4 separate regions of the Mus musculus genome follow, and all the other regions are linked to region 2. Evidence: chromatin contacts called from public HiChIP or PLAC-seq and Micro-C data. All regions are on one chromosome and are shown on one strand. The core of a region is the stretch at or near the end of the contact, and the rest is flanking DNA. Distances in the headings are between cores, read along the strand shown.

Region 1 (5,697 bases), core at 958-3,457, 150 kb before region 2:
GCTACATGCATACCTGTTGAGTCTACTGGAACTGGGTTTGTGACTATTTATGGGACACTTTATACAGGTGCTGATTACTGAAACTGAGTTCTCTGCAAGAGCAACAAGTGCTCTTAACCTCTGAGCCATTTCTGTAGCCCCGCCAACACAGTTCTTTTTAAATGTATATTGAGTGTTTTGCCTGCCAGTATATGTGTGCTGTGTGCATGCCTGGTGCCTGTAGAGGCCCGAAGAGGGTGCTAGATCCCCCGAACTGCTGTATAGTAAGGATGGTTCTAAGCTCCTATGTGGGAACTTTGAACCGAACCTAGATCTTTTGCAAAAGCACCAGGTGTTCTTAAACACTTAGTCATCACTCAGTCCCAAGAACCAGTATGTTTTAAGAAAAAGATTTATAGCCAATCAGTGTTGGTGCATTGATTTAATCCCAGCACTCAGGTGGCAGAAGCAGGTGGATCTCTACATTCAAGGCCAACATGATTTACAGAGCTAGTTCCAGGACTGCCCAGAAACCCTATATTAAATAACAACAACAAAACAAAGAAGAGAAATGAAAAGGATTTATTTTATCTTATTTTCATTTATGTTTATGTATTTGTATGAGTTATGCTATGTTTGGAGACCATAAGGTGCCTGGAGTTATTAGAAGCAGTTGTAAGCTGCCCTACATGGGTTCTGAGAACTGAATTTGGATTCTGTGCTATAGCAATAAGTGAATTTAGACAGTGGGTCATCTCTAACCACAAGTAAGTTACTTGGAATAGTTTTTAGGCATTATGGAAGAAGAGCTCTAAAGACTTATTGTTACTTTGGGTCTTAAGGTGTAGCCTATGCTGTTCTGGAGCTTTGGCTCTCCTGGTTCAGCTTTCTCTGTGTTGGGATTGTAAGCATGTTCCTCAAGGCCGATTTATTAACCCTCATCATTTGTGTTTGATTTTACTTTTTTTTTGGGTGCTCAAAGTCGAGGTATACACCTTGAGTTTGTGTTTTGTTTTTGGAGCAGGCTTGGTTAGGTTCTCACTTGTTTGATTGTAGGCTCGGGCCAATCAAGGGAAGTTTAAAGCATTGTCCTCATATCTAGATATAGAGGGGGCAGCTGAATGAGCTATGCGTGTAATAGAACAGTAGTTGACTTTATTTCCTTTAATTCTTAAATGACCACCCTGTCTTTAACTAAAAAGTGAGCGGTAAACCATGCATTGTCATCCACACCTATGAGATCCTAGCTTGATAAAGAAATTAAGGTGGTTACATAGGCTTTTCAAGGATAACCTGGGCTACAAGAAACCTCATCTCAAAACATAAAATGAGATTAGTTGATGAAAAGGAAAGTTGCTTTTTTCCCTATGTACAATTTTTTTTAAATAAACATGATGGCACCAGCGCCCCCTAAGAATCCTTTTCTGTTAAAGCGAGGAATGCATTTCTTTTTTTTCTTTTTTGTTTGTTTGTTTGTTTGTTTTTCGAGACAGGGTTTCTCTGTGTGGCCCTGGCTGTCCTGGAACTCACTCTGTAGACCAGGCTGGCTTCGAACTCAGAAATCCGCCTGCCTCTGCCTCCCGAGTGCTGGGATTAAAGGCGTGCGCCATCATGTCCGGCCTGAGGGATGCATTTCATGAGTGGGTGCAGTGGCTTGCTTGTTGTCTACTGCGTTTGAAATTGTTTCCAGATGTATTGCTCTTCCCTGATTACTCCTAAACTGCCCAATGCCTAGGAGTTTATTATCAGTACTCTGTGCCTCGCCCTTGCATGCCTTTCAAATAGCAGTAACAGATTCTGTGGCTGTCTTATGCTAGTGAGTACCTTACTCATTGTTGGCTTCCACAAGCAGTTAGCAAGTTTGTGGGCAGTTCGCTTAAGACTTTATTCTGTGTCCCATTTGTAAGATAGAAATTAAGACTAAGTTCTTTGAGGCTAGCATTTTTGTAGAATAAAAAGTTAGGTGGTGGTACATGCCTTTTATCCCAGCATTTGGAAGGCAGGTGGATCCAACCTAGCCTGGTCTACATAAAAAATATAAGGAAATTAGTCTAGGATAGCGCTCCTCAAGGATGAGCCTTGGTCCAGCGTTTTCAGGTCATGTGCAGAGTACAGAGGATAGGTTAGAGGATGTCAGTCAGTCTGGACAGACTAGTGGACAGACTGCATGTGACTTGGCCTTAATGAAATAGTGCAGTCTGCCAAATTTGCCACAAGAGGGTGATGTTGGCAAGAGTCTGGCTGCGCTGAGCCTGTGCTCAGTCTTTCTGCTTGGCCTGAAGCTTTCTCCTGGCTCACAGCACAGCTGCCACTCGGCTCCTTAACCCTTTCCTTTTTGTTTTTTGTTTTGCTTTTTTTTGAGGCAGGGCTTCTCTGTGTAGCCCTGGCTGTCCTCAATTATAGCTATTTTCTTTTTTCTCTCTTTGTGTGGGTTTTTCTCTTGTCTTCTAACAATATCTTTTCTGACTCAGCTCAGCTTCTCCTGGCTCAACTGTCACCTTCTCAATTATCACCTTTCACTGTTTTTGACTTTACTCTTCTGCCACCTGAACTGTACTTACTCTGCCCTACTCTTCTCTGACCCTAGTCCAATCCTCCTCTAATGCTCTACCGCGCTCTGTCTCTGCTGACTTGGCTCTGCTCTGCTCTGCTCTTCTCTTCTCTTCTCTTCTCTTCTCTTCTCTTCTCTTCTCTTCTCTTCTTTCTTTCTTTCTTTTTTTTTAATTTAAGTTTTTAAATTTATGTATGTGAGTATATTATCGCTGTCGTCAGACACACCAGGAGAGAGCATCAGATCCCATTACAGATGGTTGTGAGACACTATGTGGTTGCTGGGAATTGAGCTCAGGACCCCTGGAAGAACAGTCATGCTCTAGCCCTTCTGTTGCCTTTTTATATCCATTTCTTTTCTTTCTTTCTGTTTTTGTTTTGTTTTGTTTTGTTTTGTTTTTCGAGACAGGGTTTCTCTGTATAGCCCTGACTGTCCTGGAACTCACTCAGTAGACCAGGTTGGCCTCGAACTTAGAAATCCGCCTGTCCCCGCTTCCCGAGTGCTGGGATTAAAGGCGTGCGCCACCACGTCTGGCTAACTTGAGTATTTCTTGAACCATTTATAATCCTGGACTGTCTTATCTTCTAGCATCTTATTTTCTGGAGTTCCTTGTCAAAGTCTCTTAATCTCTCTTCCCTCAGTTCTGTGAACCTTTGGCTTACTTATAGTTCTGACTTGGGCATGCAGGATGTGGTATTCAGCAGTCTGTCTTAAAATTCTTCACATAGGCCTATTGTTGCTCTGCATTGTAGATGGCCTCTGTATTGCTGTAGACCAAAGTCCTGCTCATAGACCTTTCAGTGGTTAAGGATCGAAGATCTCTTGACCAGGATTTTTTGGCTCGAAGGCAAAGGCAGTGACTGGTCAGGTTATCTTCTCAGAAGATCTCCCGATCAACTCTTAGCTTTGTTTGATGTTATCACAGCTTTTTGTTTCCTATAGAAAGATAAACAAATCCATGTCCCCAATGCAAGATATTCTTGGATTCCGTTCTGATGTTAATACATCCTTATAGTATATAGACTGAGTTAATTCCACAATTTTTTAAAAATAACCCTGTGTCTCTCAGCTGCTGTTGTTCCTTTCTCATTAACATTAGGAAATTTAAACAGAGTACTATTTAGTCTATCCTAGAGGGTCTTTATTCTTTCTTTTTGTTTTATAAGCATTTCTTTTAAAATACAATTAGATCTTTCTATAATTGCCTGTCCTATATGATTGTTTGGTATACCTGTAACATTATATTATAATTTGCAAAGAATTGCTTCATCTTTCTGGATATATATGTAGGGATATTGTACAGGAATTCCTATATTAGTGATTACTTCCAGTAAATGTATAATTACAGAATCAGCTTTTTTTTTAAGATTTATTTATTCTATGTACTTAAGTACATTGTGGCTCTCCTTGGACACACCAGAGGAGGGCATAGGATTCTATTACAGATGGTTGTAAGCTAGCTACCATGTGGTTGCTGGAAATTGAACTTGGGACCTCTGGAAGAAGAGCCAGGGCCCTTAACCCCTGAGCCATCTCTCTAGCCCCAGAATCAGCTTTTTCAAAACTCATAGCCGCTGGGTGATGGTGGCGCACGCCTTTAATCCCAGCACTTGGGAGGCAGAGGCAGGCGGATTTCTGAGTTCGAGGCCTGGTCTACAAAGTGAGTTCCAGGACAGCCAGGGCTATACAGAGAAACCCTGTCTTGAAAAACAAAACAAAACAAAACAAAACAAAAAACAAACAACAACAACAAAAAAAACTCATAGCCATTGCACATTGAAACCCTGAGTATAATCAGTGGTATGGTGTACAAACTTTAGTTTCCTAAATTCTGAAAAATGAAACATACCCATTGTGGGTGCTGAGCCCCTGGATGTGGCCTAGTGGATGGTAAGCAAAGCCTCTAAGCTCCTCTGTAGTACTAGTGACCATGTACACTGGCATACTGTGCACACAAAATAGAGGATCCTAGCAAACTACTGGAGCCTCAGGATGGCCCAAAACAGTGCAGTGGGTGCTTCAACCCTCCATCTATATGGAAGTCCACGTGGGTGCTGGCAGCCTGGCACCTCCCCATAATGCCTGTGAGATGGTTGACTATTCTAGAGCTTGTGTCAATTCTCTATTGGCCCAAAGGCCATATAAACACTCTTGCTGCTGTGTAGCACAGTAGATCTGCACCTTAGTGCTGGTCTCTGGAGTCTTGTTTCCTGGGTTTGAGACTCCACCTCTCTCACCCCCTCCTGAATCCCAGTTTCCATAATCCCCTTGCCAGATTTCATTTCTTTTGTTGCCTTTAGGAGTTACTTCCAGTAGGTAATGGAGTTTGATTATTGTTATAGAATATTTGATCACATTGTGAACCCCAGGATTGAGAACTGGAAAAACCTTGTGTGGCTCAACCCTAGCACACACCTACCTACCTTCCTTCCCCCCCCCCCAATTCTTTCTCCTCCCCTTCCCCTCCCCCTCCTCCTTCTCTCCCTCCCTTCCTTCCTTCCTTCCTTCCTTCCTTCCTTCCTTCCTTCCGGCACACATCTTTAACACAAGAGCTAAACAAAGTCAACCCTAGGTTAAGATGAGGAACAAGCAATCAGTTGACAGGGAGTAAACAGAAAAGTAAACAGAAAGGAAAGAGATTAAGTTAGGAAGTATTTAAGGAAGTTGTAGAGGAGAATGGACTTTTTCCTTCTGGGATTTTTTAAAGACAAAAATGGGAGGGGGTATAGGAATAATAGGGAAGAAAGGTAGATAATTGAATCTACTTTTACAGATATTGATACAAAATTAAGGTTGTATTTGGTTGCATTGGTATAGATCTTTGTATATGATACAAAATTAAGGTTATATTTTAGTTACAACATACTATGTATCAACTCCTTTTAAGATATTGCACCTTTGTGATTCTTAAAAATGCAACGTAAAGTTCTTGTCCTTTTGAAAGCTACCAGTACAAGTTGTTTAGGATAATTAAGAAATGCAAGTCAATCAAACTTGTAGTTTTGTTAGGTATTAGTTTATGGATCATGGATGTTTTCAAAGTTAATCAGAGAGTACACTAGAGACAAGCAACGTTTCCCTATTCAAATACACTGAGATAGATGGCATTTAAAGATGTTTTATTAGCTTAAGACTTTTTTGACAATGAGACATGTCACATTCTGGCA
Region 2 (4,887 bases), core at 1,222-3,721:
CATTTCTAGCTGATGCCCTCTGTTAACTTTCATGGGCACTAAGCACCCATGTGGTACACAGGCGCTTATGGGAGAACAAAAGATTTATGCACATACAAAAACAAAGTAGACTCTACCATCTGACACTAGTTATTTAACGTCTCTATGATTGTTGTTCCATTTTGTCCATGATTCATTTTTCTTATCTGCAGTAAGTGTGCTTAGTGCAAATCATGGTACAGAAGTCCACAGTGCTTCACAAACACCAGCTATAGTAGTTCTAGTTACGTTCTGAAGCCGCACAATCCCCTTCTTTGAGACCAATTTTTTCTTCCTTTTTTTATTTAGAAGATATATATTTTTATTTGTATGAACACACTATAGCTGTCTTCAGACACACACCAGAAGAGGGCATTGGGTCCCATTACAGATGGTTGTGAGTCATCATGTGGTTGCTAGGAATTGAACTCAGGACCTCTGGAAAAGCAGTCAGTGCTCTTAACCGCTGAGCCATCTCTCTAGCCATTTATTTTATTATTATTATTTTTTTTTTTTTTTGGTTTTTTTCGAGACAGAGTTTCTCTGTATAGCTCTGGCTGTCCTGGAACTCACTTTGTAGACCAGGCTGGCCTGGAATTCAGAAATCTGCCGGCCTCTGCCTCCTGCCATTTTTCTTTTTAAAAGAACTTAAAAAATATTTATTATTAAATGTAAATACACTGTAGCTGTCTGTCTTCAGACACATCAGAAGAGGGCGTCAGATCTCATTAAGGGTGGTTGTGAGCCTCCTTGTGGCTGCTGGGATTTGAAACCAGGACCTTCAGAAGAGCAGTCAGTGCTCTTAACCATTAAGCCATCTCTCCAGGTCCTTAAAAGTTTTTTGTTTTTTTTTTTTTCGAGACAGGGTTTCTCTATATAGCCCTGGCTGTCCTGGAACTCACTCTGTAGACCAGGCTGGCCTCGAACTCAGAAATTGGCCTGCCTCTGCCTCTGGAGTGCTGGGGATTAAAGGCATGTGCCACCACGCCCGGCTTTAAAAGAACTTTTAAATTACATTTATGCATTTACTTTATGTTGCTTATGTCTGTGGGTGTGAATGTGCCATGACAAGCATGTCATTCCAGGCTGCCTGTAGAAGTCAGAGGACAAGTTAGTTGGTTGGTTCTCTCCTTCCATTGTTCCAGTTCCAGAATTGAATTTAGGTCGTCACTATTGGCATTACCCGCTGAGCCATTTCACTGCCCTGCTCCATTTTGTTGTTGAGACAGGGTCTCTGTATGTAGTCTTGGAACTCACTATGGTAACAAGCTGGCCTAAAAGTCAGCGACCTCCTGAGTGCTAGGATTACTACCACCCAGAATTAGGTATGGGTGATGTATGTGTGCCACAGTACACAGTCAGGGTGTAACTTCGTGAAGAATTTCACCTTCTACTTTTATGAGAATTCTGGGGTTCCAACTCAGGTTGCCAAGCTTTTTAAGAACTGAGCCAAATACATAACCTGAGACAACTAGTCTCTTTTGTTTGTTCAGGCAGGGAGGGTTTCCTGTAGCCCTGGTTGTCCTGGCTTTCAAGCTCTATGTACATCAGGCAGGCCTGGAACTCAGAAAACCTCCTGCTTCTACCTTATGGGATTAAAGGCGTGCACACTACATCTTCTAGGCTATCTCCATTTTTTTTTAAGGTCTATAAACTCATCACACCTCCTCACTTGGAGCTTCGTGAACATATCATGTTCACGTTTCCAATACAGCCAATACATTGTTTACAATGTAAACTTTCAGCCTTCATATAGCCTTCAAATGTAGATAAAGCGTCCAGTTCCCAACGCGGATGATAAAAACACCAGGTTGAAGAGAGAGCTACAAAAAAAACCGTTGGGTAATTGTGATCACTTGTTCACTCAGGGACTGGTTTTCTGGAATACTTTTAAAGTGATGAATTTGAGAGAGTGCGAATCACAAAGGAAGATAATGTCCAGGTCGCAGAAGTAGCTGGAGCTAGGCCGACTAAGCAGAAACCATCTGATGTGGTTCGAGAAACATTAATGAAGCCCCAAGAAAGACTAGGTCTTTAATGCAGGTCCCCAAACCGACGCGGCCTCCGGGACTAGCAGGAATTGCTTACTAGCGCTCGGGGGCGGGTACGCGGGGGGGTGGGGTGGGGTGGGGCTCGGCTCGCACTGCACACCCTAGACCGCTTTTTCTAGTAGAGATACAGAACCTCCTTGAGATTGTTGACCGCCTAACGAATAGACAAACGGGGCCCGGAAGAGTCATTCGTAGTGTCTACCAACAGCAGAGGCTGAGGCTCAGTTCCGAGAGACCAGAGGAAAAGGCGGGCAGCCTCAGTCCGTAGGGGACTACCGGCGTGCTGCGCATGCGTACGCCCGCTCTCAGTGCCTGTTCGTTGCAGCTTTAGGGTCCAGAAGGGGCGTGGCCGCGCCTCGGCGCCGGAAGAGGGTTGGCTGGGCGGGGCTAGGAGGAGGAGGAGGAGGTGGCATCTGCGCGCGCGCGCGCGGGTGCGAACGGGAAACGCCGCGAGGGCCAGGCTAGGCCGGGCGGTAGACACGACGGACGGTGACTATGGCCGCGACAGCGGGTGGCGGTCCGGGAGCAGCAGCAGGCGCCGTGGGTGCAGGGGGTGCGGCGGCGGCCTCCGGGCTGGCCGTGTACCGGAGGAAGGACGGGGGCCCGGCCAGCAAGTTTTGGGAGAGCCCGGACACGGTGTCCCAGCTAGATTCGGTGCGAGTCTGGCTGGGCAAGCACTACAAGAAGGTGGGTTCGCGCGCGCCCGTGGGGACCGAGGAGCCACGCGACGGGGGCTGATGGTGGCTGCCCGCTTCGCATGTCTGGGGCCGCCCCTCCCCCCCCCCCTCCGCGCGCCACGAGGGACAACAAAGGCCGGCTCGGCGCTTGCCACGCCCCCGCGGGCGACTAGGCACGCGGCGACCTGGCCCCAGCTGCTGGCTCTCTGGGGCCCACGTACTCGCGTGGGAAGCCCCATCTCACTCTCTCTTATGTGCAGGAGAGGTGGAACTGGACAGAGTCGCAGAGCGTGTGTTTCTGTTCTTTTGTTAGCTGCCTTAGGTGTGTGAACAAAGAGCCCATCCTAATAAAAGTATCTTGAAGTTTTGTTTAGAGACCAGTTGTTGAGCGTCTAGGTAACTAAGGGCTTGCTACCCTATGTGGATTAGTAGGGGACCTTGGATGACTGGCCTTGTGGATTCATGTAGGTTTAAACCTTGTATTGTACAATTGATATAGAACTATTAAAAGTGTTGGTTTTCCACTTCATTGTACTTTAGGTGGTGTGTAAGGATGTGAGTACAAGCGAGAGTTAGGTTTTTTTGTTTGTTTGTTTTGTTTTTCGTAGCCCTGGCTGTCCTGGAACTCACTTTGTAGACCAGGCTGGCCTCGAACTCAGAAATCCTCCTGCCTCTGCCTCCCAAGTGCTGGGATTAAAGGCATGCGCCACCACACCTGGCGAGAGCTTAGTTTTTATCATATATATATTTTTTGCAATGTTAATTTTTTTGGGAAAAGTGTGTTTCCCGTACTTTAGAATGCAAATTCTGCTGAGTCAGTTGTTTTACAAAAGTCGTGAATTAACCCTTTGTTGACACTTTAAAAAGAATTACAACTATTTACTTTGGAGGGGTACACACAACTCCTGTTTTCATGTCCACTTAAGCAAATCAATTCTCCTCGAACACCATACTGGTCCAGGAATTGAACTTAGATACTTTTTTTTTTTTCAGAGACAGGGTTTCTCTGTATAGCCCTGGCTGTCCTGGAACTCACTTTGTAGACCAGGCTGGCCTCGAACTCAGAAATCAGCCTGCCTCTGCCTCCCAAGTGCTGGGATCAAAGGCATGGGCCACCCGGCTTGAATTTAGATCTTGATGCTTGTGACAAGTGCTTTTACCCATGTGTTTCCACCTCACTGGCCCCAATAATACCTCTAGTAAAATTTCACCTTTATATAAATGTTGAAAAATGAATCCCTTAGTTGATATGATGAAACATCCAAAACACTTCCTCTACTCTTAAATTAAGTAGTAGTGGTTACCCCATTGCGGACCCAGAGTGGGTGTTGAGATTTACAAGCCTGAAAATGCATCTCCATGTCCTGGCTCATAGTTGACATTTAACTGTCTCACCTTGCATAATAGTTGTTTAGTGTTTGTTGAATGAATGAAAAGTTAAACTAGGACCTGGGGATTTAAATCAGTTTGTAGAGTGTTTGTTTAGCATGGGTTAGGTCTAGAGTTTGAACCCCAGCACCCAGCAGAGAGCCACCAAAACCAGGCATTGGTGGCTCTCTGCTGCAGTCTTTTGAGAGGTGTGAAGTTCAAGGCCATCCTTTGTATGGATGGAAGGTTAAGACAAGCCTCAAGTACCAATATCAGACTCTGTCTTAAAAAACTAAAAAGGGACAGACTAGTCTGAACCATTTCATTCAGTGTCTGCAGCTTAGTGAAGCCTATTTGTGTTTGACAGGGAGCTTGGGTTGCTTTGGTAATACACTGGTGTTTTCAGAAGTGGTCATGTCTCTAAAGCTTTGAAGTCAGAAATACAGTTGACTTATTTCTGCTTGGTGTACCTTACACTTTGTCCTCTTCCTCCTCTCCCTGCTCTCCCGTTTCTGACACCATCTCACTATTTAGTCCAGACTAGCCTCAGACTTAGAAAGAGCTGCCTCCTGTCTTCGCCTAGGATTGTAGGCATGGGCCACACACTGGTTCATTAATTATTTCTATTGCATTTTACAGTGTATTTAGGACATACAAATGTAAAGGTTTCTTTGTGTGCGGAACATGCATGTCAGTGTCCACAGAGGCCAGCAGAGGGCGTCTCATTCCTTGGACCCGGATGTAAACTGTATTATCCGGGTGCTGGGACCTGA
Region 3 (5,478 bases), core at 1,780-4,279, 200 kb before region 2:
CATCACCACACAGCTTATTATTATTATTATTTTTACAGAGACAGTCTCAGCTGGGCTAACCCCATCATCTGGGAAGCAGAATCAGGTGGATCTCTGAGAGTCTGAGGCCAGCAAGGTTTACAAAGAATTCTAGGACAGTCAAGGCTGTAATATAGAGAAACCCTGTTTCGAAAAAACAAAACACAAAACAAAACTCAAAACAAAAAAGACACAGTCTCATTATATGGCTCAGGCTGTTCTTGACCTTAGGTGGCCTAGTTGACCTTAACTTGGTATCCAATTGCCTCAGCACACAATGCCAGGGCATCCTTTTGCTCTCTTAGGTTTTTTTTTTTTTAATTAATTAAAAAAAATTTTAAAAGATTTATTTATTATATCTAACTACACTGTAGATGTCTTCAGATGCACCAAAGAGGATGTCAGATCTCATTATAGATGGTTGTGAGCCACCATGTGGTTGCTGGGATTTGAACTCAGGACCTCTAGGAGAGCAAGCAGTCAGTGCTCTTACCCGCTACGCCATCTCCCCAGCCCTAAAATTTTTTTGAGATAGGCTCTCACCATCTCTCTGGCTTGCATGGAATAAGCTGTGTAAATCAGGCTGAACTTGAGCTCACAGAGATCTGCCTGCCTCTGCCTCTCAAGTGCTGGGATTAAAGGTGTGTATTGTTACATTAGGTTAGTTACTATGATTTTTTAAAATATGATTTAATATATATGAGCACATTGTAGCTGTCTTCAGACACACGACACACCAGAAGAGGGCATCAATTTCCATGACAGATGGTTTTGAGCCACCATGTTGTGGCTGGGAATTGAACTCAGGACCTCTAGAAAACCAGTCAGTGCTCTTAACCGCTGACCCATTTCTCCAGTTACTATGGCTTTAACAGTAAACTATGTCTACTAAATCGTAAGTAACTATGTATGTACTTTAGGACAGTTACTAATATGGATCTCATGTATATTATCATCATCTCCATTTACTGCTTAAATGAATGAGTATTGTGTGACAAAACTTTCCCTGGGGAAATGCAATACAGAAGTCTACTTATCCCAGAGAGGAAACTCATGACAAACCAAAGCCCAGCTTGGTGAACCAATTAGTTTTATTGGGGCTACCTTCAGTACTATGATGAAATATGAGTGAGGGGTTACTGACAGTAGCAGAAATGACTCAAAGACAGCTGAATCACCAAGGCCCACCCCAATACTGGTAACAACTCACAAATTGGGAAAACTGGGGCACACTGCATAGCCTGCAGGCCACTCAATGGGTTGAGTAAGTAAGGCTGGTCTAAACCTCTTCCAGGCGGCTTGGCTGGTCTCTGCTTCTCTCAGGCAGCTGGTCTGGTCTTAAGAGTCTGCAACTTTTGCTCTTCTGAGAATCTTCTTTACTGCGTAGGTCTTCTTTTCTGAGAGGGACGCTGAACTCTGGCAGGAAGTAGCCTAGTAAAACTAGATGGTTTCAGGGCCTTCCTGCTTAATGGAAAGTTCCAATCTTGGAGGAAACTGTTACACAATATCGATACAGAAAGGTTTAGAAGTCTTCCACAGGTTTACATAATTTGTTTAGCCATGCTGAGACTTCATCGGGAATATGGTATTTTACCTTTGGCATCCTATTAGTAACTTTATTGAGAGTGACTATTATCTAATTTTCATAAACGAGGAAACTGAGGCTTACCTTTCCTAAGGCTACAAAAGCACAGCTGTACTTCCTAACCAAGTTCTCCTGGTAACCCCTATATGCCTGAGTTTACAATCCTAGCACCTGGCTACTGAAGTTAAAGCCCCACTAGCCAAACATTGTCTTGTTGACACTGTGGTGTTACTAAACTTGCCTGTTAACATAATGAGAATGAGGAGTGCTGGAGAGAAAATTAAACTATTAAAGATAAGGCTCATAACTAAAACTACAAAGGGCACTGAGGATATATTAACCATGTAGGGCTCTTGTGATGATTAAGATATGTGGATCATGGAATAAGCATAAAGGAGTTGGGTATCACTATTTCTTCTGGACCAGTACTATGCACAGGCAATATAATGTGACCGTAGTGACACTCTAGAGGAGGGGGGCGGGGAGAGGAGAGTAGGAGGAGGTAATTTTAGCTGTGTATGGCGGCTCAAATTTGTAATCTCAACACTCAGGAGGCTGAGGCTGAGGGATTGCCATCACTCTGAGGGAGGTGGGTGATGCAAAGTGAATTTCAGGCCAGCCTGCGCTATGGTGGGAGGCACTGTGCAAAAAACCCAAAACAGAACAAAGGTGATCTTTAAGTTTTCAAGTAACTACGTTGAAAAAAGAAAAAAACTAAAAGAAACATGAAATTATTTAAGTTACTAAATACACTCCCAATTATATAATCAGTTTTTTCTTGTTTGTTTGTTTGTTTTTCGAGACAGGGTTTCTCTGTAGAGCCCTGGCTGTCCTGGACCTTACTTTGTAGACCAGGCTGGCCTCGAACTCAGAAATCCGCCTGCCTCTGCCTCCCGAGTGCTGGGATTAAAGGCGTGCGCCACCACGCCCGGCCCCATATAATCAGTTTTGCATTCAACAATGTTCCTTCTCAACTTGGTCCAGCCACGTTTCAGGCAGCTACTATGAGCTGCGCCCTCAGCTCCCAGTCAGTTCCTCGCGGTTAGCAGTGAACCCAAGGCCCCGCCCCCGCCCCTCCCAGATTACATCATAGAGCCCACCAGTCAGGGCCGGCGGGGCCCACTCAGGCCCACCCGTACGCAGGCGCGTGCGCCTGACACTAGCATCCTTTCTGCTGGAAAAGGAAGCGGCGGCCCTCTCAGAACGGCGGAGGCGGCCTGAGCCTCGCCATTCGCTGAGGCATCCGCGGGCGGGAGGCCGCAGTCTAGACCCCCGACGCGCGCCGCGCCAACGGTCCGCCACTCGTGCTGCTTCCACGGAGAGGGCGAGGAGTAGGGGCCGGCGTGGATTGGTTCGCGGCGCCTCGGCCCGCCCTTCGGTGGCGCCCATTGGCTGGGGCGGCACCCGCTGACGGCGAGCACGCTCCGCCTTCGTGCCGGCCTTCAAGAGGGCGACGAGGAAGCGGCCACCTCCCTGTGCCCCGCCCCTCCGGCTAGGTCTGTGGCTTCTGCGGCTCCTCCCGGCTGCTCCCGGCTCCTCTCTGCCCTCTCCCGGCTTCCTGCGGCTCCGGCTTGGGCTCGGCGGCGGCGGCGGGTAGGTGCGGCTGTGATTGAGATCGGAGGGTCGGCCTCCTCACTAACCTCCACGACTCCCGCCCAGGTTCTCGCGGTGGCCGCCGGGGACCCCGCAGGTCCCTCCCGAGGCGGGGAAGGGCGGTGGCTGTCCGCCTACGGGACGCCGGGGTGGTTGAGAGAGGGGGCCTGGTGGGGGGCCTGCGGGCGTGACCTTCGGAGTTTCTGAGACGCCTTCTGAGGGGACCGTAGGGGGCGAGGCGGGCGGAGAGATTTTGTATCAGGGCTTCGGAGGTTGTGGAGCCGAGGGGCTTGCCTCAGGCTGGGCATGTGCTGAGCCGGGACACTGAGGGTCGACTGCAGCCTGGGCCCTTGGGTGGGGTTCGGGATGCAGAAGGACGCCGGGGTCGTTTCTCCAGGCTTCAGGAGGGGCGTCCGTGTATGTGGGGACTGAGGCGAGCTCTGCGTGTCCCTTCTGGGGGTTATGGGTGGGGCCGAGGGGTGGTCTGGAGAATCCAACTCGAGCCCTTGTGTGCGTGGGTCCCGCACACTTTGGGGACTGACGCGCATCTAGTGTCTGGCTTCGGGAATGCAAAAGGGGTCACGTTAAGGGTGCGGAGTCCGGAAACAGGGACCAGGGCTAGCAGCGGCTGTCGGAAACGTTACTCGGAGCAGAGATTGTGGTTTATTTTAGCACCCGGGACGAGCTCTTTTGGACTGTTACTGTCGGAACTCAACTTTACTTGAGATTGCCTCCTGGGCGTTTTGGGGAGGGTTTGCTTATCTCTTGGATTGTGTAGATTAAATGCATTTGGTCTTTAGGGGAAGAGGCTGATTTCCCCACAGGTTTGTGTTTTAGGAATCCAGAACTCGCCCCCTCCTGGAGCGGAGTTGTAGCCTGTACTTCTCAGGCAAGATTAGTGTTACCCAGCCTTTTGCTGGAATCCCCCTTTCTCCTTGCCCTCCGCTGGTCCAGTTACAGAATTTCTCCCCAGGGCCTCTGCAGTGTTTCTTGCTCCCTGCGAGTGTCTCCCGCCCGTTTTCCTACTGCTGCGCTTTTGGCAACTGCCTCTGCTCTTTCCCAGGGATGGTTGTGGCATTGCATCAGGGGATATTTGTGCTTGTAATTTGCTCACTCAGCCCAGGAGGAGGGAGAATAGTATGGTGTAGAGTTGGGGGGTGGGGGTGGGAGGGTGACAAACGGGAGGGGGGCGGTTGCCGGCAGCTTGGCTGGGTAGGCAGAGCGATGGGTGTGGTAAGGGAAATACAGCTGCTCTAGGCCTATAGGGTAACACTGCCCAGTCATCAGCGCAGAGATTCAAAGACCAGCAGCAGCAGCTATTTTTATAAATCAATCCTGAATCCAAGCTGAGCACATGGATTTAGGGTGAACAGTTGTCATGCCCTGACTATGACAGGCTGAGTGTTTTGTAGACAACACTGCAGTTGCTAAGCAAGAGGCTGGATCTGTCTGTACTATGATGCAGGTACTTGCAACTTTGTAACTTTTTCTCCACTTTGGGGAATATGTTCATGGCTTTTCAATTGATGGAGTCTGATGGTCCATACCATTTCCTTCAAAGCTGATATTTTTAAGTCAGTCATAATCTCGTTTTACACTTAGCTTAAAGTAATTAAAACTATTGCTTTTTGAGCTAGTACCTACCATCTTTCAGGGGTTTACAAAAAAAAGGATTTATGTAGCTGTACATGTGGTTATGAGCCTTCATGTGGTTATTGGCAAATGAATTTTTTTTTCTTTTTAGGACCTCTGCTCGCTCGGGTTAACACTGCTTGCTCTCTGGTCAGCCCCTCTCACCCAGTCCCTGCTTGCTCTGGCTCAAAGATTTATTTATCATTATACATAGGTACACTGTAACTGACTTCATACCCAGCAGAAGAGGGCATCAGATCTCTTTACGGGTGGTTGCTGGGATTGTGAACTCAGGACCTTTGGAAGAGCAATCAGTGCTCTTAATCTCTGAGGCATCTCGCCAGCCCTTCCAGGGGCTTTTTAAATGAAAGCGAATATACTTGCCAGGCAGTGGTGGCGCACACCTTTAATTCCAGCACTTGGGAGACAGAGGCAGGTGGATTTCTGAATTTGAGGCCAGGCTGGTCTACAGAGTGAGTTTCAGGATAGCTAGGGCTACACAAAGGAACCTTGTCTCGAAAAACCAAAAAAAAAAGAAAAAAAAGGGGGGGGGGATATACTGATGGAAACACACTCAGCAGAGATTTATGAGTCAGGTTTCAGTACTTGTTGAAGTATTGATGCCTTGTACACAATTGGATTTAATTATC
Region 4 (5,311 bases), core at 1,765-4,264, 200 kb after region 2:
AAACTGCAAATGAACAGCCCTGAAAAGCTAAGTGGGGCTCAGCCACAGAGCATTCCTGTAACAGATGACTTGGGTTCAAGTTGAGCACCCAAAGCAAAACCAGACACCAGGCAAATAAAACTGGAAAGATCTTACATACCTTCACAAGGAAAGAGACGGCGGTCAGAGCGGGAGAAACCAGGGACAGAGAAGGCGATGCTCACTCCCAGGCTCCTGAGGGGGCGGACGTGGTACTTGAGGGATAAGGCTTGGAGGAAGTGACCTGAGGATGGAGTGGGAGGAGCATGGGCTTCCCTACCCTGCTTTCTACTGTTGCTTCTAATTTAAAAACAAAGAAAAGAAAAGAAAAGAAAAGAAAAGAAAAGAAAAGAAAAGAAAAGAAAAGAAAAGAGAAAACAATCTTTTGTTTTCTTCAATTTTTAAGACAAGGTAGCCTTTGAACATATAGCCCTGGAACTTGCCATGAGCTCACGTAGGTTCTGCTTCAGACTTCTGAGTGCTGGGCTCACAAGCGTTTGCCACCAGTTCTGGTGTTTTAGTCTGCTGCTCTGTGCTACGATAAAACACGAACCCAAGTCAACCTGGGGCTGAGGTGGGGGCCACAGAGATAGCTCCATAGTTAAAGACACTCGTTGCTCTAGCAGAGGACCGGAGATCTTTCCAGCAACTTCACAGTGGCTCACAACTGTCTGTAGCTCCAGTTTTAGGGGGAGTTGAAGCCCTCCTTAGGGAACCAGGAATGTTCATGGTGCAAACGCATACCAGCAGAGGAAACACTCATACACAGAATACAATAAGTACATCTTGGGCTGGTGTGATGGCTCAGTGGGTAAGAGTACCCGACTGCTCTTCCAAAGGTCCAGTGTTCAAGTCCCAGCAACCACATGGTGGCTCACAACCATCCGTAATGAGATCTGACACCCTCTTCTGGTGTGTCTGAAGACAGCTACAGTGTACTTACATATAATAAATAAGTAAATCTTTTAAAAAAAAAAGTACATCTTTTCTTTTTTTTTTTTTTAAATCAACTCGGGGAACAAAGGGTATATTTGGTTTGCATTTCCATGTCCATCAACAAGAGTCAGAGCAACAAAATACACCACGTAAAAAAATAAATTTTATTTTTATTACTGAGGTTTGAGCTCAAGGCCTTGATGCTAGGCCCTACCAGTGGGCTGCATTTTCTTATCTTTGTGGGGGCCAGACTTATGTACCAGACTGGCCTCAAATTGGAACCTTGGACTTCTGTTCCTCCTGCCTGCATCTCCTAAGGGCTGACATAGGTGTGACCCACTGAAAGATCCTAACAGAATGTAAAAGGTCACAGAAGCCCTGAAATTGGCAAGATAGATGTCACTGTTAGCAGAACTAGCTTCACTGATTTAGAAAAATAGAGGTGCACAATGCTCTGGCCACTCCTTGAACTTGTGTGTCTGCCAATGTTTTGACCATTCCTTGAACCCATGTGTGTGCCCACTGATGAAGCCCACTGCCAGGTGTTTGTGATATTGGTTGCTGAGAAAGAGTCAGAAAATCTCCCCAGCAACCACAACCGGGCCAATCCTGAGTTGCTGCCCCTGCACCAGACTCTTTCCTTGTACCCCTCCCATACCCATTTCTTGAGAATTGTTTAGATCTGGAAATCCCCCCACTCTCCCCTTCTCCTTTCCCCCCTGAGGGCCTATAAAAACTGGGACCTCTTTCCCCTCGAGGTCGACTCCTCTAACCCTGCGTGGGATATGAGTCATCCCCAGAGCTCTGGCTTTCCCCGAATAAAGCCTCATGTGGTTTGCATCAAGCTTGGTCTATCGTGAGTTCTTGGGTGTCTGCTATTATCCTGAGGCCTGAGCGAGAGGCTCCTCTGGGGAGTCTTTCACCACCACTGCCAGTTTGCTGGGGGTTAAGGCTCATATTCAAGGCTGGGCAAGCAGTATATCAACTGAGTTACATCTCTACCAGAAACCTGCTTTATAGAATAACCCTATTCCAAAGGCTGAAGTGGCCACCTCTGATTTGTTTTGCACGGTGACTATACTTATATTTTCTCTTCCCCCACCACTGGTGCCCTTGAGGGCAGGTACAGGGTCTGTTCTACCTTAGTATGCCTTGGGGGTGAGCAAGAGTGACACGAAAGAAGTATGTTTAAGGTAGCAAGATGGGGGCAGGTGGCCACTCTGACCTGTGACACTCAGAGAGTCAAGACATTGGTAGTGTGGTTGAGATCTCTCCACAGGCAGGCCTGAGGACAAATGGAAACATAGCAACCAGGGTTGGTGCTGTTGCTGAGTGTCTGGAACCTCACTTTCCCCAAGGCCAAATGAGAGAACACACACCATATGCTTAACTCAGCATTTACCAGAGCAGTCACTCAGCATAATCCGTTACATGTGCAAGTCGACTGGTGGCAGTTCAGAAGGTGGAAGAGACTCAGACACCCATAGTTCCTCTACGTGGGAATAAACACTGAGTATATATCTTCCACTTTACCCTATGCATTGTATTTTTAACAAAAATGGAATCCTAACACCAGCTTGGTTTTGAACTAGCTTTCATTATAAGTGCTCATTTAACATCCTTGGTGTTGGAGGCTCCTATACCTAGTTCATCAACTGAATACACTTGCTATTTAGCTCAGTTGCTTCTAATTCCCTGGTTTGTTTTTCTTTTTGATGCTGCTGTGGATCAAACCCAGGGCCCCTAGCGTCTCAGGCAAGCTCTCTACCACTGAGCCATACACCCAGCCCCGCTTCTAATCCTTTGGCACTATAAAGCATGGAACACGAGCTCTTGTGCATGTTCTCAATCACTTCCCAGGACAGTGATGCTGTCAAAACTCTGAAGTGCTACTAGCCACCTTTTTCCAGGCCACAGGCAACTCCAGTACTTCCTCTCGCAGTTGTGTGGCAGGGGACCACCAGGGGGCGAACCCGAGCCGTTGGCAGTGCCAGACTACGCATGCGCACGCCGCCGGGAGCACGTGTGGAGGGCGGCGGAGCGGGAGGGGAAAGGTAGGAGTTGAGAGGTGAAGGGGCGGGGAGCTGCGCGGGCGCCGGGCGGCCGGGAGGGAGAGGGCGGGCTCCAAACACCGGACCGCGGGCCAGGAGCGCGCAGGCCGTTCTCCGCCGCTCGGTCGCCGCCGCCCGGGAGCTGCCTCGCTGCCACAGGTACCTCAGCGCGCGTCTGCACGGTGCGGCTGGGCCCCGGCGCCGGCCTCGCGCCGCTCGTGCCCGGGAGTTCCGGGATGCGGGCGAGCCCGGGCAGGGGCGCGCGGGCGTGGGCGCTGTCCAGCAGCCCGAGGCGCGGCTCCGGAGACCGCAGTCTGGAGCTGGGGGCCGGACGGTCTCGCGTCCCCCTTCCCGACCGCGCCCCCGCCCGGGCCGAGCTGCCTGGGTCGCGATGGGTTCAGGCTGAGTGAGCTCAGGCAGGTAGGCTCGCCGCTGGATCCTGCTTTGGGGTTGTCTGGGGTTGTCTGGGTGAGGGCTAGACCCTGTGACTCAGTCCTGCCTCTTTCCGAAGATCCGATAGCCAGGCAACATGTAGATTCTCTGCTGGGAGTGCTCGGTTTCTGGTTTTATGTGTTGCTTAAACCTAAACTTTGCTCGCTTATGTTGCTTATGTTTACTTCCAGGTGGTTTTGTTGCATCAGGGTTATAATGGGATAGCGCTAGCTGCAGCGAGTCCCGGGTCCACACTGCATCTCAGAAAGTTGTGCAGATGGTGGCGATGAAGAGGAGGGCAGTGAGCCACAGGTGGCGGCGGGTGAGGGGTGGGAGTGGGAGTGGGGTCCTGGAGGTAGTCTTCCTTAGTTTAGCTTATTTATCTCTTATGGTGACGGAAGCGATGAATAAATAAGTTCATGATGATCTTGTAGTAATTCTTGTGAAGTCGACATAGGAACAGTCTTTAATGATGCGTTTGGGTGCGTTTGTAGAGTTTGCTTATGCAGTGTGCAGCCATCTCAAGGTGTGCTAAACATTAAAGCTTTTCTTAGAGTCAGGATCAAGTGTATCTAGTTAGTGCTGAATGCATTTTAGGTGTAACCTGTGTGATGCTCAAGTGAAGATTGTATGTTATGAAGTATATGCTAATGTATTTCAAATCTAAAGGCTTTTTATATATTTGCAGCGTTTCTGCTTGGCAAATATTTTGTTTGTATTGTTTTTTTAACGACCAACAGGAAATACAAGTATAAACATTATTCCTATACTCATTATTAAGTTACTTGGGGACGTGTGCCTAGGGCATTGGTCTGCCACTGAGTAACACCTGTGGCTTTTTATTTTGAGTTGGGCTTCATTGCCCAGGCTGACCACAAAGTTTCATCCTCCTGCCTCGGTTTCCTGAATATGTGGGATAGCAGATGTGTGTGCTCCTGCTCCTGCTCGGCACTCATTCTTTGGTCAGGTTGAAAAGCAAGAACTGGCTTCCCCTTACTTGAAACTCCGTTGTTGTTGAATACTCTCTTGTTACTGTGTGTGTGGGGGGGGGGGGGCGGGTGGGAAGTACCTCTCCAGATGTTTCCATGTGCTTTAAAAGTCACGGTTTGGGAACCCTACCACCCATTTAGATTACTGTCCTGAGATGGGCACAAAACCTTTACTCTTAGTTTGTGGCTAGAACACAGAACCATAAAAATTGTGATTTGCCTGAGGCCATATGTAAGCTGCTTAACTGTCCTGTTGGGAAAGGGACCATGCCTGCCGTCCGTTTGTATTTGTTAATGTGGTTGGTTAGAGTTGCCACAGTTCAGGATCACTCCAGATACTCATCTCGGCGAGCCTAGAATTCATGTGCACTTTGCTCACTTTGACAGTCTGTATCCTTCTGTTGGCTGCGACAAATACCGCATGTGTGGTTTTCATTCTCTTTCCCGTGGAACCAGTTTCCAGGGTCATCCAGTGTGTGCATGGAGAATCAGGCCTTCAAACTGTGTCTTCCGGATTCTGCCATACGAGCTCCTGACCCTGGAACTTACCACTGTTCTGAGTTGGCTAAAGAAACAAGATCCGGGTGACTTTAGCCACCTAAAGTGATCCTTGTGGGTAATATTTGTGGAATTTTTCAAGGCTCTGGCTGTTGGGCACAGCTTATCTAAAGTTCCGTAATGAACAGATGAGATGATAGTGTTAGTCTATAGGGTGAATTTCAGGCAAGTTTTCTCACTGGCCAGTTAGGGGCTGTGCCTGTATGCGAACTTGTTTGCCCGACAACAGTCCGTGTTTTCCTGCAGATGTGCCCACTGGCTTCATAGTCTCTCTATTGTTCTCTTAGCAAATGGGAGGTGGAAGAGGAGGTGGTATGAGTGGAGGAA

Evidence for each region. A called contact is a pair of places that touch in the nucleus more often than the background predicts. HiChIP or PLAC-seq counts read pairs in DNA pulled down with a chosen protein or histone mark.
Region 1: a contact with region 2 is called in an H3K27ac HiChIP or PLAC-seq map of trophoblast stem cells, with 17 read pairs. The contact joins the enhancer-like site here to the promoter of Smarcc1 in region 2. A contact is called at or near these places in 6 of 39 promoter capture datasets (3T3-L1-derived adipocytes, the C10 cell line, the HPC-7 cell line and 3 more), 2 of 115 datasets of contacts at active chromatin or transcription factors (bone marrow-derived macrophages and trophoblast stem cells) and 3 of 9 other capture datasets (adipose tissue, liver and pancreatic islet).
Region 3: a contact with region 2 is called in a Micro-C map of embryonic stem cells, with 5 times the contacts expected there. The contact joins the promoter of Map4 here to the promoter of Smarcc1 in region 2. A contact is called at or near these places in 3 of 39 promoter capture datasets (macrophages, neutrophils and pre-B cells), 5 of 484 Hi-C or Micro-C datasets (CD4 T cells, embryonic stem cells and muscle stem cells), 1 of 115 datasets of contacts at active chromatin or transcription factors (memory CD8 T cells) and 2 of 9 other capture datasets (adipose tissue and liver).
Region 4: a Micro-C map of embryonic stem cells shows a contact between it and region 2, with 6 times the contacts expected there. The contact joins the promoter of Scap here to the promoter of Smarcc1 in region 2. A contact is called at or near these places in 3 of 39 promoter capture datasets (the C10 cell line, the HPC-7 cell line and erythroid cells), 1 of 484 Hi-C or Micro-C datasets (embryonic stem cells), 1 of 115 datasets of contacts at active chromatin or transcription factors (memory CD8 T cells) and 1 of 9 other capture datasets (adipose tissue).

Annotation. Positions count from the first base shown.
Region 1 is chr9:109,983,439-109,989,135 of GRCm38.p6, forward strand. The region is part of intron 2 of Map4 (microtubule-associated protein 4); the gene reads left to right. Among named protein-coding and RNA genes, the nearest start is that of Map4, 55 kb to the left of the region's middle. Within about 2 kb of position 2,208, at least 51 of the 459 cell types and tissues checked have an H3K27ac peak or open chromatin away from gene starts, as enhancers often do. A contact at or near this core is called in hippocampal neurons and trophoblast stem cells, where this site is marked.
Region 2 is chr9:110,129,553-110,134,439 of GRCm38.p6, forward strand. Smarcc1 (SWI/SNF related, matrix associated, actin dependent regulator of chromatin, subfamily c, member 1) reads left to right here and starts at 2,472. Exons shown (of 28, transcript NM_009211.2): 1 at 2,472-2,756. The coding sequence starts at 2,565.
Region 3 is chr9:109,928,745-109,934,222 of GRCm38.p6, forward strand. It overlaps Map4 (microtubule-associated protein 4), which reads left to right and starts at 3,030. Exons shown (of 19, transcript NM_001205330.1): 1 at 3,030-3,196.
Region 4 is chr9:110,330,342-110,335,652 of GRCm38.p6, forward strand. Scap (SREBF chaperone) reads left to right here and starts at 3,015. Exons shown (of 23, transcript NM_001001144.3): 1 at 3,015-3,164.